Linked DNA regions of Sus scrofa: all the other regions are linked to region 1. Evidence: chromatin contacts called from public Hi-C and HiChIP or PLAC-seq data. All regions are on one chromosome and are shown on one strand. The core of a region is the stretch at or near the end of the contact, and the rest is flanking DNA. Distances in the headings are between cores, read along the strand shown.

What was found. A called contact is a pair of places that touch in the nucleus more often than the background predicts. HiChIP or PLAC-seq counts read pairs in DNA pulled down with a chosen protein or histone mark.
Region 2: a Hi-C map of brain shows a contact between it and region 1, with 5 times the contacts expected there. The contact joins two enhancer-like sites. A contact is called at or near these places in 2 of 47 Hi-C or Micro-C datasets (brain and heart right ventricle) and 1 of 2 datasets of contacts at active chromatin or transcription factors (skeletal muscle).
Region 3: a contact with region 1 is called in an H3K27ac HiChIP or PLAC-seq map of skeletal muscle, with 3 times the contacts expected there. The contact joins two enhancer-like sites. A contact is called at or near these places in 2 of 5 promoter capture datasets (fetal liver and liver), 2 of 47 Hi-C or Micro-C datasets (embryonic fibroblasts and liver) and 1 of 2 datasets of contacts at active chromatin or transcription factors (skeletal muscle).

Annotation. Positions count from the first base shown.
Region 1 is chr11:52,006,101-52,009,826 of Sscrofa11.1, forward strand. No RefSeq gene overlaps it. Among named protein-coding and RNA genes, the nearest start is that of SPRY2, 150 kb to the right of the region's middle. Within about 2 kb of position 1,646, at least 45 of the 83 cell types and tissues checked have an H3K27ac peak or open chromatin away from gene starts, as enhancers often do. A contact at or near this core is called in brain, fetal liver, liver and 1 more, where this site is marked.
Region 2 is chr11:51,787,791-51,791,516 of Sscrofa11.1, forward strand. No RefSeq gene overlaps it. Among named protein-coding and RNA genes, the nearest start is that of NDFIP2, 300 kb to the left of the region's middle. Within about 2 kb of position 1,876, at least 11 of the 83 cell types and tissues checked have an H3K27ac peak or open chromatin away from gene starts, as enhancers often do. A contact at or near this core is called in brain, where this site is marked.
Region 3 is chr11:52,172,544-52,176,269 of Sscrofa11.1, forward strand. No RefSeq gene overlaps it. Among named protein-coding and RNA genes, the nearest start is that of SPRY2, 16 kb to the left of the region's middle. Within about 2 kb of position 1,633, at least 67 of the 83 cell types and tissues checked have an H3K27ac peak or open chromatin away from gene starts, as enhancers often do. A contact at or near this core is called in fetal liver, liver and skeletal muscle, where this site is marked.

The sequences.
Region 1 (3,726 bases), core at 396-2,895:
TGTTTGGAAAGAGCTGAATCCCAGGCTTTGGGAACAGGGAGCTTCTGCCCCCATGGACAGAGCTACTGCAGGATTTTAACCCTTTGTGAGCATTGTTCTGGGAAGAGGGAAAGGACATGCCTTACACAAGAAGGCGTGTTGCCGATTTGAAGTGAATTCAGTGCCATCTTTCTCTGCAAACACTCACAGCATAACTTTAATTCCAGATTAAACCAGAGAAAGGCAGAGGCATTGTTGGTGAGACACAGTGGAGTTACTGTTCAGAATGTCTCATGGCTCCGAGGCTGATTCGGAGGAAAATGGGTCCAGCTTCTGGACCCAGAAAAGATAATGATCATCCAAAAGTAGTTCCAGATTGTGCCCCATAAACAAAATGCATCTAAATGCAGGTACTGTGAGAAGTGGAGGTGGGGAGGGGGCTAATGGCAAAGTTACGCCTCCACTTTTTAATTCCTCTTGACATCTGAAGGTGGTTGGTCAATGAGGGCTCGTGCATTTGGAAAGGGCGTTAGCGGGTTAAGTACATTAGAAGGCTCCAGGATCAGGACTGATTCTCTTCTAGTTCTGTGGAAAATTCAATTGCCAGAATGTGCATTTTAAAGGCAAAAGTTAATGAGTTAACCATGAGAATAATAGCAGAGAATTTTTCCCTTCCATTTTTATTAAAAACAGATCAAGTATAATTTTTAATAAATAAATACGCCTTCCATTTTTATTAAAAACAGATCAAGTATAATTTTTAATAAATAAATATGCCTCAAAAATAGAGCCAATATGGCTTTTAGCGTGAACTTAGACTTACTTCCAAACTGCCCTATGTTCATTAAAGTTGCAAAAAATAAGCCTTTGGCAGCTTTAAGATTAGGTATAGGAAAAGATCAAATAACAAGACAGACCATCATTATGCTAAAATGTTGGCTGAAAATAGTAAGAAGCAAAATTCTACATATGGTTAAGGTCTTAACAATCTATTTTTAAAGATGCTGGAAGGAAATATACAAAGTGTTCATGATGGTTGCCTTCAAGTGGTGGGATGATGGTTGAACTTTTCAGCCTTATATTCCTACTTCTATATGTCGTATCATCTACATGTTTTATTTTTACAATCCGGAGAGGGGGGGAAGAAAACAAACCTTCAATGATATCATCATATAGCAATATCAGAATGCCTACTTCTGTTTTGGTAGAGGTGACATTCACATCGCAAGGTTCTGGCCACCATTCTCTTTCCTCTTACATGCTAAATTCATCAAATCATGCCAAGGAATGTCTTATTCCTCATTAATCCCAATGAGAATTTTAGTTTGAAACAAGGAGTTCTGATTTTTCTTTTTCTCCATCCTAACACAGCATTTGTGCTTTTTCTAGACTCCAAATGAGATGCCTTCAACAAACCAATTTCCGAGGCGGTAGAACAACAGCCTCCATAGAGCCCCAAGCCAGCAGCGTCGCTGTTACTTTAAGAGTAGCATGCCGCCTCCCCCTCACACCCACATACTGGTCCTCTCTTTGCACAGCAAGTGCCAAGCGGTGACATCTACTATAGTTTCTAGGACACGATGGTCTCTGCTATACAGGGGGAAAAGGGAGAGAAAGAAGGCGGGTGGTGAGGGAGAGGGAGCACAAATCCAGCTATGTTCCCAGAGGATGAGTCACTTCCTCGCAATAATCCTGAGATGCTGTTTATGGCTGTGCTGCTGATAGGCAGCCCAGCTCGGTTTCTCAGCAGAGCTGCGGGCTGCAGCCTCCCCCCTGGCTGTCCATTAATCACGAGGGGCTGTTACCAGTGTACACAGAGTGGGAGTTCTGCCTCCGAGTGGCCTCTAGGCTGTCTCCAGCTCAATGAAATGACCCTGTGTGAAAACTTGTTTTATGAGAGATTGGTTTATTTGTAACTAAACTACTTCCTCCGTTATTTGATAAGCTCAAATATTTGCTACTGATAGTCTGAGAGTGTCACATTTATTATCCTCTTTCAGGGGTTGCTTAACTCCTTTGGAACGGACTCCATTAACCCTTGGAGGGGCTGCCGTTGCTTTTAATGGGACCAGCTTCTATTTTCTTTCCAGCGAAGCCAGTGCCATTTTTGAGGCAATCAGCCCGGCTCAGCTATGACATGGGGATCAAAGAGAGGCCTTTCTTTTCCAAAGCAGAATGTAGACAACTGTAGAAAGTGGGGGGGGGGGGGGTCTAGCCAACTCTCTGGGAGAGGGGGTTCTGAAGCCACCACGAAAAGGGAGGAACGCTCTTCCAACCCACTAAGCCTGGACGTGCTCTGCGGATGAGTGTTTCTGAAATCGTGGATTTTCAATATGTCACGATGACCTTCTGCTGTTCCTCAGACCCCCCAGATATCGTGCGGGCAGGCCACGCTGTCTGAAATCCTCTCGCATCCTGCAGTTTGAAACTTGGCCTTTTGGAGTCTGAGCTCATTTGCATTTGGCAGAACTTGATTTCCTGCTTCTACAGAAGGGGGGCGGTGGTGAAAGCCTTTACAGTGCTCTCTCAAAGGGCTCAAAGGGCTTTCGGAACATATTAAACTATGTTTCCAAGAGTTAAATGAACCAGAATGAGGCAGATTTCATTTGCAATGAAAAAGAAATACAGGCTTTGTTACATGCAACACACTTGAAAAACCTAAATGGAAATCTCTCTCCTGACAAACCCACGTTGGGGCTGTTTTTCAGTTTTCTTGCTCTCTGATCGGCTACACAGAGCCCTCAGTGAAGGGAGAAGAGGCTAAGGAAATAACCACTTATGTGTGGCAAAATGTTCCAGCCTTGCAGAGATTTTCCCAAAATCATTAGACCCACCAAAACGCTTTCCATTGGCCGGGCCCACACCTTCCTCATCAGATTTTCCACATTTCTGCGGACTCCAAGTCCTGTCCATCTGCCTTTCCTCAGAGAGCCAGTCATTGGTAGCCAAAAATGTAACCGAGTTTACTCTCATAAACCAGAGATCGCCTCGACTGTCAACCAGAAAAGAAAAAGAGGTTTTCTTAATTCGTTTTTAGAAGGTCAGAACGCGCACCTCTATGCATACCCACCCCCTCCAAAAAGAAGCTGAATTTCATGCAGCTACTTTCTGAGGGTGTGGAGAGGTGAACCTGAAGAGAGCCAGCCAAATCTGCTCCTCCGGAATGGTGACTGGCCACGAGGGCAAAGGTTAATTGCATGTATTCCACCTCTGGTCACTTTTGGGCCCAGTTCTCAGCAGGTGGCCCCCTGGTGTCACTGCCCCAACTGCCTATCAGTGGAACAAAGACAGGCCCTGAGTGATGGTCTGAATTGTCTTCCAGGGTGGATTTGTATTCAGAAATGGTCAACCATTGTGTTGAATAGATTTTTTTTTCTAAAAAAAAAAATGTATTATAGTCGATGTACAATGTTCTGTCTATTTCTGCTGTACAGCAAAGTGACCCAGTTTTATATATATGTGTGTATATATATATATATATTCTTTTTCTCATATTATCGTCCATCATTTCCCATCATAAGTGATTAGATATAGTTCCCTGTGCAATACACCAGGATCTCATTGCTTCTCCACTCCAAATGCAAAAGTTTGCATCTACTAAGCCCAAACTTTTATATTTTAGTGCTCCCATCTTTTCCTTCATCTTGTTTTGTTTGGTTGGTTTCTTACTGTGGTTAAAAAACACGTAACAGGAGATCAACCCTCTTGACAAATTTTTAAGTATATAGTACGGTACCGTTAAGTGCA
Region 2 (3,726 bases), core at 626-3,125, 220 kb before region 1:
CATGGAGGGGTTCCTACAGAAGATCTAGAAACTTTTCTACTCAAATTGGTTTAATATTGCACATGACCTTGGATTCCCATATATGAAAATTTGCCTGTTACAAGCAAGTCATTTTTATTAGCTTGGCCAAATTTTCCAAGCACCTATAGCCAGTAGGAAGTCGATAAAGTAAAGAATCTGGGATAATCTTGTAGATAACACATTTTTTCACAGACCCTGTGTTTCTAAAGCTGTTTCCCTTTCTGATCAGTCGCTTTGCAAATTTCAGTCTCACCCTTTAAAGATCTCAGATGCAATTTCTTTCCTTCAGCCTAATTGCATCCCGACTCTTTCCTGATTTTGGAGCTAACAAAACTTTCCCCGAGCACAATTTGCTTCTAAATATTTTCTCCTAGACACTGAAAAAAGCTGAAAGCTTCATCTTGCTGTTCCCTCAGTAACTCCCCCGTGTTGTCAGTGAGAATGGCCCTGAATTCTGTTTTGGCTGCTGGTCCCCCATCCCTGGTCTTTAGCATTCACCATCCTTCACAGAGGAAGCATGAGAAAAAACGTGGCGTATTGTGAAAAGTTGTGTTTCATTCATCATGTTCTACCTTGGTGCATAAAGAAATTTGACCCGTAAACATCATGCAAAACAACTGAGGGTCTTTATATATGTTTCACACAAAATATTTCTGGGAGTTGAATTTGTTGGGCTAATGAAAGAGAGTTGTCAGTGATTTCTTTAAAAAGTCTATGCTGTGTAATTCTTTCGGTGTTAATGCCTGGCAACAGTTTTGGAGAGGGAGAATGAAATCTGGCTTGGCTGGAATTTACAGATTGCAAGCACAGTCTGAGAAAGGGCTATTCCCATGTTCTCCAGCTCAAAAAGACAGTCACGTGACTCTGTCCCCACCAAGCCAGGATGCTGAGAGCCACGAGAGAGGGAGCCAGGAAAAACATTCCCCCTCTTTATTTCTTTTGGACTCAATTTGTCCTGAAACATCTAGGGACAAAAACGACTTTTGATGTTTGAGTAGCAGTATGTGAACAACACGCTGCTCAATGCTTTTCTCTAAACCATGAGCTACACGTTCTTTCTTGGACCCTTATTCAAGAGGTCAAGTCCAACGCACAACTCGTGTTGCTAGATTCCCCACACGCCAGTTCTTTTTCAAAAATGTTTGCTTTAAAAAAAAAAACAAAAACAACCAAACCCAGAACGTTTTAATGAATCTTCTCTGGAAATGTATTCGGGAGTGGGGTGGGGTGTATGGCAAAGGAGGCGTCCTTGCATCTACAGTGAGTGCTAACTACATCCTGGATCAAATGTGTGGTTTTGAAAAAGAACTTGTTTGTCGTCAGTGGCTCATAGAGGCATCTTTTTGGAATATACATACTAAACATGATGACAATGTTTAGCTAGGCTGTCTGAGTCAGCTTCGGATCATGGCTCAAGGTCATTTCAAGGTCAATCTCGGATTCTCCCATTCCAGCCATTCTCTGTAAATCTATTCTGTATTTAAAGCAAAAGTGGGTTTTTCCTTGTTGGGTATTACTGACGCATAGAGAAAATAACTAATGATAATAACTACTGTATTCTAGGCACAGCACCAAACACTCTTCTTGCTTAATCTTCCTTAACTGTGAACAAAGACAAAGGGTCATGCTGTCCTGATGTGCTGCCCGGGATGCTCAGCTGGGGGCAACATTTGGATACAGGTGTACACCGGGGTCACGGGAGGAAAATGTTGGGAGTCGAAGCTGGAAGGGTAAGTGAGCTGACCATTAAGAGATACCCGTGACCCATGCTAATTACCCCCACCCATAGGGATCACTTTCTCCCGCTTTCTTCTCTTTTCTTTGGTCCTTATCTACTCATATTTCATGTCTTTAGTTCTCATTCTCTCCTCTGCCAGGGACTGTGAGCCGTCAACTTCCCCGACTCCCTCAGGCTCTGTATCACTGTCTGTGTGTTCTGATTGCTTGGCCACCCCCTTCTGGTCAGCCTGTCTGCTGAGAACTGTGTCAGTGCAGCTGAACTACCCACGGTATTGTTTTCTCCTGCTTGGGGAAGATATTTGGGTAGAACGTCATTCTGTTCTCTGAAACGTCCTAGCATGCCACATGCCTCGATAAACTCTTCCCTTCAGTCGCATTTTGAGTGGGAGGGTGGAGTCCTACTACACGCACATTGTTCACTGTAGCCCCCAGGACAATGGAGAAAGGCCCACTATGGGGAAAAGATGCTAAAGGATTACAGATGAAAGCAAGAGGCAAGAAACACTCAGCTCCATTTTTTTTTTTTATTTTTTTTTCTTTTTATGGCCACACCTGTGGCACATGGACATTCCTGGGTGAGAGGTTGATTGGAGCTGCAGGCGAGGCCGATGCCACAGTCACAGCAACACCTGACCCCAGCTGCATCTGTGATCCTTGCAGCAGCTTGCAGCAATGCTGGACCTTTAATCCACTGAGTGAGGCCAGGGATGCAACCTGCACCCTCATAGAGACAATGCTGGGTCCTTAACCCGCTGAGCCACAAGAGGAACTCGTAATTTTTTTTTTTTTCTTTTAAATCTGGGAGATGTTCTAAGGCTGAGAATCACAGGTATTAAGGTTAAAAGAGAACAGAGGCTCAAGAAAGTTGAGCTAATTAAAAGAGTGATAGGCTAAATATTTACCTTGTTCTATTAGTGCTGAGGGTAGCCAAGGAAACATGGTCTCTGAACCCCTGTCAGTAAGCTGCCAGGGTAGCTGGACTGTCGGTAAGCATGTCATGTGGAACTATAAAGATGGAACACATGTAAATGCTGAGGCTAGGGAGCTGTGACCTTGACTCCTGCTCCTGACAAAGTGACAGCTCTGGATCCTGAGGATGTGGTTGTGATGATTTCCAAAGCAGTTGTGATCGCTAAAAGCCGCATTTGCTTTCACTAAGGTTCACAAAGAATCCATGTGAAACCACCTGCATTTTTTATTCTGGAAAGCCTTACGTGGGTTCATCAGGAAAGTCATCAACAGTCTGTATTTTTGCTTGTCATTTGACAAAAATCTCAGTGTGAGATCAGGAGTACAAGCTCAGTCTTTGGGAGCTAAGTGGAAATCCCTATGCCACAGCTGTCTGAGCGAGCACCTTGACTGCTCTGCGACCTAGTTTCTCTATGTGAAAAATGGGAATAAAGCCATGGCCAATTTCATAGAGTTATTATAAAGACTAAGTGAGCGAATACATGCAAACCTCTTAGAAAAATACCCAGTGCCAAAAGACTCAGTACGTGTTAGCTGTTATCATCGTCATAATGTGAATGTTCTCTCTGTACATGACCTGAAGAAACGGGGATGTTACCACGCATCCCAGAGTTCTAGCTCCTGGACAGGGATGGGCCGAAAGGGTGGTGTTTGTTTCATGGATAGTCAACTTCATGTGGATAACCAGCTTCCGGTTCGTAAACCTGACCCTGAGCTGGACAACATTTTCCCTAGTGATTTGCATTGTGATATGAAAAGAGAAGTTGTTCTCAAATTTCCAGGTGAAGCAAAGTGGAAGCAGAGTAACTATGTTGAATACTAGAGGTAGATTTTTTTTTTTTAATGGAAAAATTGAAAAAATGGCCCAAGAGTCATAAAATGCAGTGTAATAATTCTAAATGCAAAGCTTATGCTCAGGTTCTAAAAATTAGCTGTGCTATTCTAGAATAGAAGATCTCTGACTCAGAGGGAATTCTTACAGAAAATAGAAATAAA
Region 3 (3,726 bases), core at 383-2,882, 170 kb after region 1:
CCTAAGGCCACGAGGGCTAGTAGACTCAACAGAGATAGAACTAGAATCCTACTGCCTGCTAATTTATTTTTGCTGAATTCTTCCGAAATTAGTATGTGTTAACTTTTACTTGACATGCTTTAGCAAAAAGACATAGTAAACATTTTCTAATAATGATTGAAACATTCTTCATGTATGGAGTTACATTGTTTTTTTTTAAAGCAGCTTGTATCATTCTGTATTATATTAAAATGTGCAACATTGTTATTCTGGATTATTTTCTATACTCTAATGTATAAAATTGTGCCTTAAGAAATTCAATGTGATACTTTTAATTTCTTAATTTAAAAAACCAGACTACAATTGTATTGTTTTAACAAGAGAATAAACATTTGTAATACTTATCTATATAGTTAAATTAGGCCAGAAATTGACATTTGTGCAATTTCTCCCCCTTGGAAGCAGCAGGTATATAAAATTATTATACATTGTGTTTACGCTGCATATACATAAAATTGACGAGAGACCTGAAAGTAAAGCAAGCTCTTTGGAACCTAGACTGGATTGCCAAGCTGAGTACCCCTGCAAAACAAACTCTCTTTGTCTGAACCTGTGAAAGGTACCAAAAGAGAGTGAGAACCAGTTTTACTTTTTTTTTTTAACTTTTTTTCTGTTTTTGTAGGAGAACCAGCAGTGGAAGAAAAGATCACTTCCTCTGTCGACCCTTTATGGGTTTCGGATTCTGTAAACTCTGCCATGTAACTTGATCCCAACGCTAATGAAATCCTGTTAGACTCTCCCTGCCCTCCTTCCCGCTTCCATCTTTCGGAGGGTCTCACCTTTTAAAACCTCGCTTTGGATTTGCAGACCTGTGTAATCCTCCTGCCATTGTTTGGCTTTTTACCCGGGCACTTTTCACCTACATCCTCTCTGCCCTCATTTGGCAGTCGGTTGGGCTTCTTCCTGCCTTGAATACCGCATTCCCGAGTTATTCAAGCTCAGTCATTAGCACCCTGTCCCCCTACGAAAATTATGAATGAAAAGCCTTGTTGTTCTTTACAAATAACTCAGGCTTCCTCAGTCAGTCAAATGCGAATGGAAGTGACTGCCGGACAAAGGGGCGGGATGATGGACAGTCCTCACAGCGAGTCATCAATGCGCACAGGAAGTTTTTCAAGCCACAGTCTAGGTGGAGAGGGCTGGGCGTTCCCGGAGGACGTGCCTACAGAAGGGGCGGCGGGGGGTGGGGTGCGTGCTCTTTGTGTGCGTTGGGATCTTACCGAAAAAACAAACGCGAGCACCAGAGAGAGCAATGCAGGCAGCCCCTCTTGCCCACGCCAGAACTTAAAACTCCGTCCGTGGAGACATCCACCTTGCAGGCACTCTGGTTGGCGCTGACACACACAGACAAAAGCGAAGGCACCGACCCTTTACTGGGTTTTGAATGCTGAACGGGGCCAAGAGTGGGTTACGGACTGGGAGCTGCAGGGCGTCCCGCTGGGAAGTTGCATTGTCCTGGGCCCCTTTTTCACAACAGGGGAAAAGGTAATTGACAGCCCGATTGTTTGGTCGGGACCCCTGCTGTTTTAAAATCCTGGAAGGCCCCAGTCACACGTTGTCAATAATAGCCGTTGGAGGTGCGGAGTGAAGGACTGTTCAGGAAACAGTTTGAGCCCTTCAAGTGGACAGGCCTCAGTGACTTTTCTTGCACTCTGGCTGCCACAAGCAGCTCATTCAAAAATAACCTTCAAGTAATAAATCAAACTTGTTTCCTGAACTATACAAGGAACAGCTGGTTATTTTTCCTCACTTTTTTTTTTTTTTTTTTCAAAGAAAGGGGGAAAAAAAAGAGAGGAGATTTTTTACTACAGGAAATCAAGCATGTCAAAATTTGGCAAAGCAATTTGGATGATTTAGCAGCTAAACACTTCTCTTTTTAATGTTATGCTTTCATCGGTCTTTTGATTTCAGCTTTTCATTTTTGCATTCTGTTTGCTGCAGTGACTGTCCCTTGTCTGTGCTCTCCTCCCCTTTGAAAGGAAAACGGGTTTAGTGGCGTGTCATTAGAAGAGCTTTGGTGTAATTTCTCATGTCTTGGTGCAGGGGCTCAGCTTATTACACAGCTAAAGTGTGTTCTCTTCCACAGAGAGAGTTTAGATTTAGACCTATAGCTCCATGTATCTGCTCCTCGTGAGAGCTATATATTTTGGCATTCTGATGACAAGGCAGTTTTTCTTCAGTCTGCTGATTTAGGAACCCCAAGCTAGTGCATGTGTCATAACTGAAGTAGTCTGGTATTTTAAAGAAGTTTATTTTGGGCTTTTGGGTTTTTTTTTAAATGCCTTTTTTTGCGCCTGTCTTTGTGTTCTCTTTGTGTGTGTCTTTTCCTCCTTGAATATTCTGGAAAAATCTGCCAACCTCTGATTGACCTTACCAATAATTAAAAATATAAGTATAAATAAATAACACAAAACAATTCCCTTCTATGATGATGGCTGTTGATTTTTATAGATGCTTGGTATTTCAAACAGAAATCCATTCTAAATGAAAATTGTTTTGCGATCTCTCAGTGTGTACCTTAGAGATTAGCTTTTCACAACTTGTGGACACTTAGAATTTTAAAAAATCTGTATTTGAAGGTCTGTCAGATTTTAATGAAGGTCTCTTTCAATCAATTTAAGTATAATTAAACAGTAATGTTAAGATTAGATATTAAGATTAGGTAAAACATCTTTTTTGTTACAGGATATTTTGACGACTCTATAGTCAATGAAAAAAGATGTTGATTATAATTTAGCATTATATGAGAAGTTATAAATTATGCTTTGGGATTTTAGTTGTATATGTACAATAAATTTATTTTTCTCCTTTATTTTGTTGACAAGATTATTCATTTGTAATAAAGCACTTGTAATGAAAGGTATGTTTATAGGAGGATAATAATGAAATTTAATTTATAGTAGAATTAGATCACTGTGGGCTTCTTTTCTATTTCTGTTCTTTTCTTTTCCTATTTCTTTTCCTTTGTAGTTGCAGTAAATGACAATGCCATAATAGCACAAAGAAACCCATCTTCGTGCTACACGATTAAACTTACACACTTTGTACATATACAGATATCTCCCCTGATACAAGTGTGAGTTCAGCAGTGGGTGTGGTTTCTATAGAAATGTTTCTTCCATATATGGCTGATATTCATACTGAACCTGTTTTTGATGTAACATTTCTTTACTTTCAGCATTAAAGCTTCGAACATGTGATACGTGACTGGATGGAGTTCCTGGAGAGCTGTATTAACATGTTTCAGAGTTGAATTCTGAGGTTAGTGCCATGTCAGAAAACAGGGTCCCTCAAGAATGTGCATAGTAATTATTTGTATAGTTCATAGCTATTGTAGCATATCCTTCGTAAGTGAATGATAAATATTGTATTTAAAACAACATAAGAGCCTCAATTCTGTAGAGGACTACGTTGCAGCCTTTTGTTGTGCTCTGAGATGCTCAGGAATTGATGTGTTAAGCGGACTTTGAACCTTCTGGTGTCCTCCGGCAGCCTCAGAACTCCTCCCCTTGGCCCTGTGGACTCTGGCCACAGTAGGGGCGAGATAGCGAGTATAGACTGAAAGTGCTCTGTGCAGACTTGCCTTCTGGCCTCCTGTTCAGCTGCCAGTCTCACAGCTTGCCCTGAGAATGGACTTCCTGTGCTGTCATTTACACTCAGTATCACACTAAGCACTCTTTGTCACTC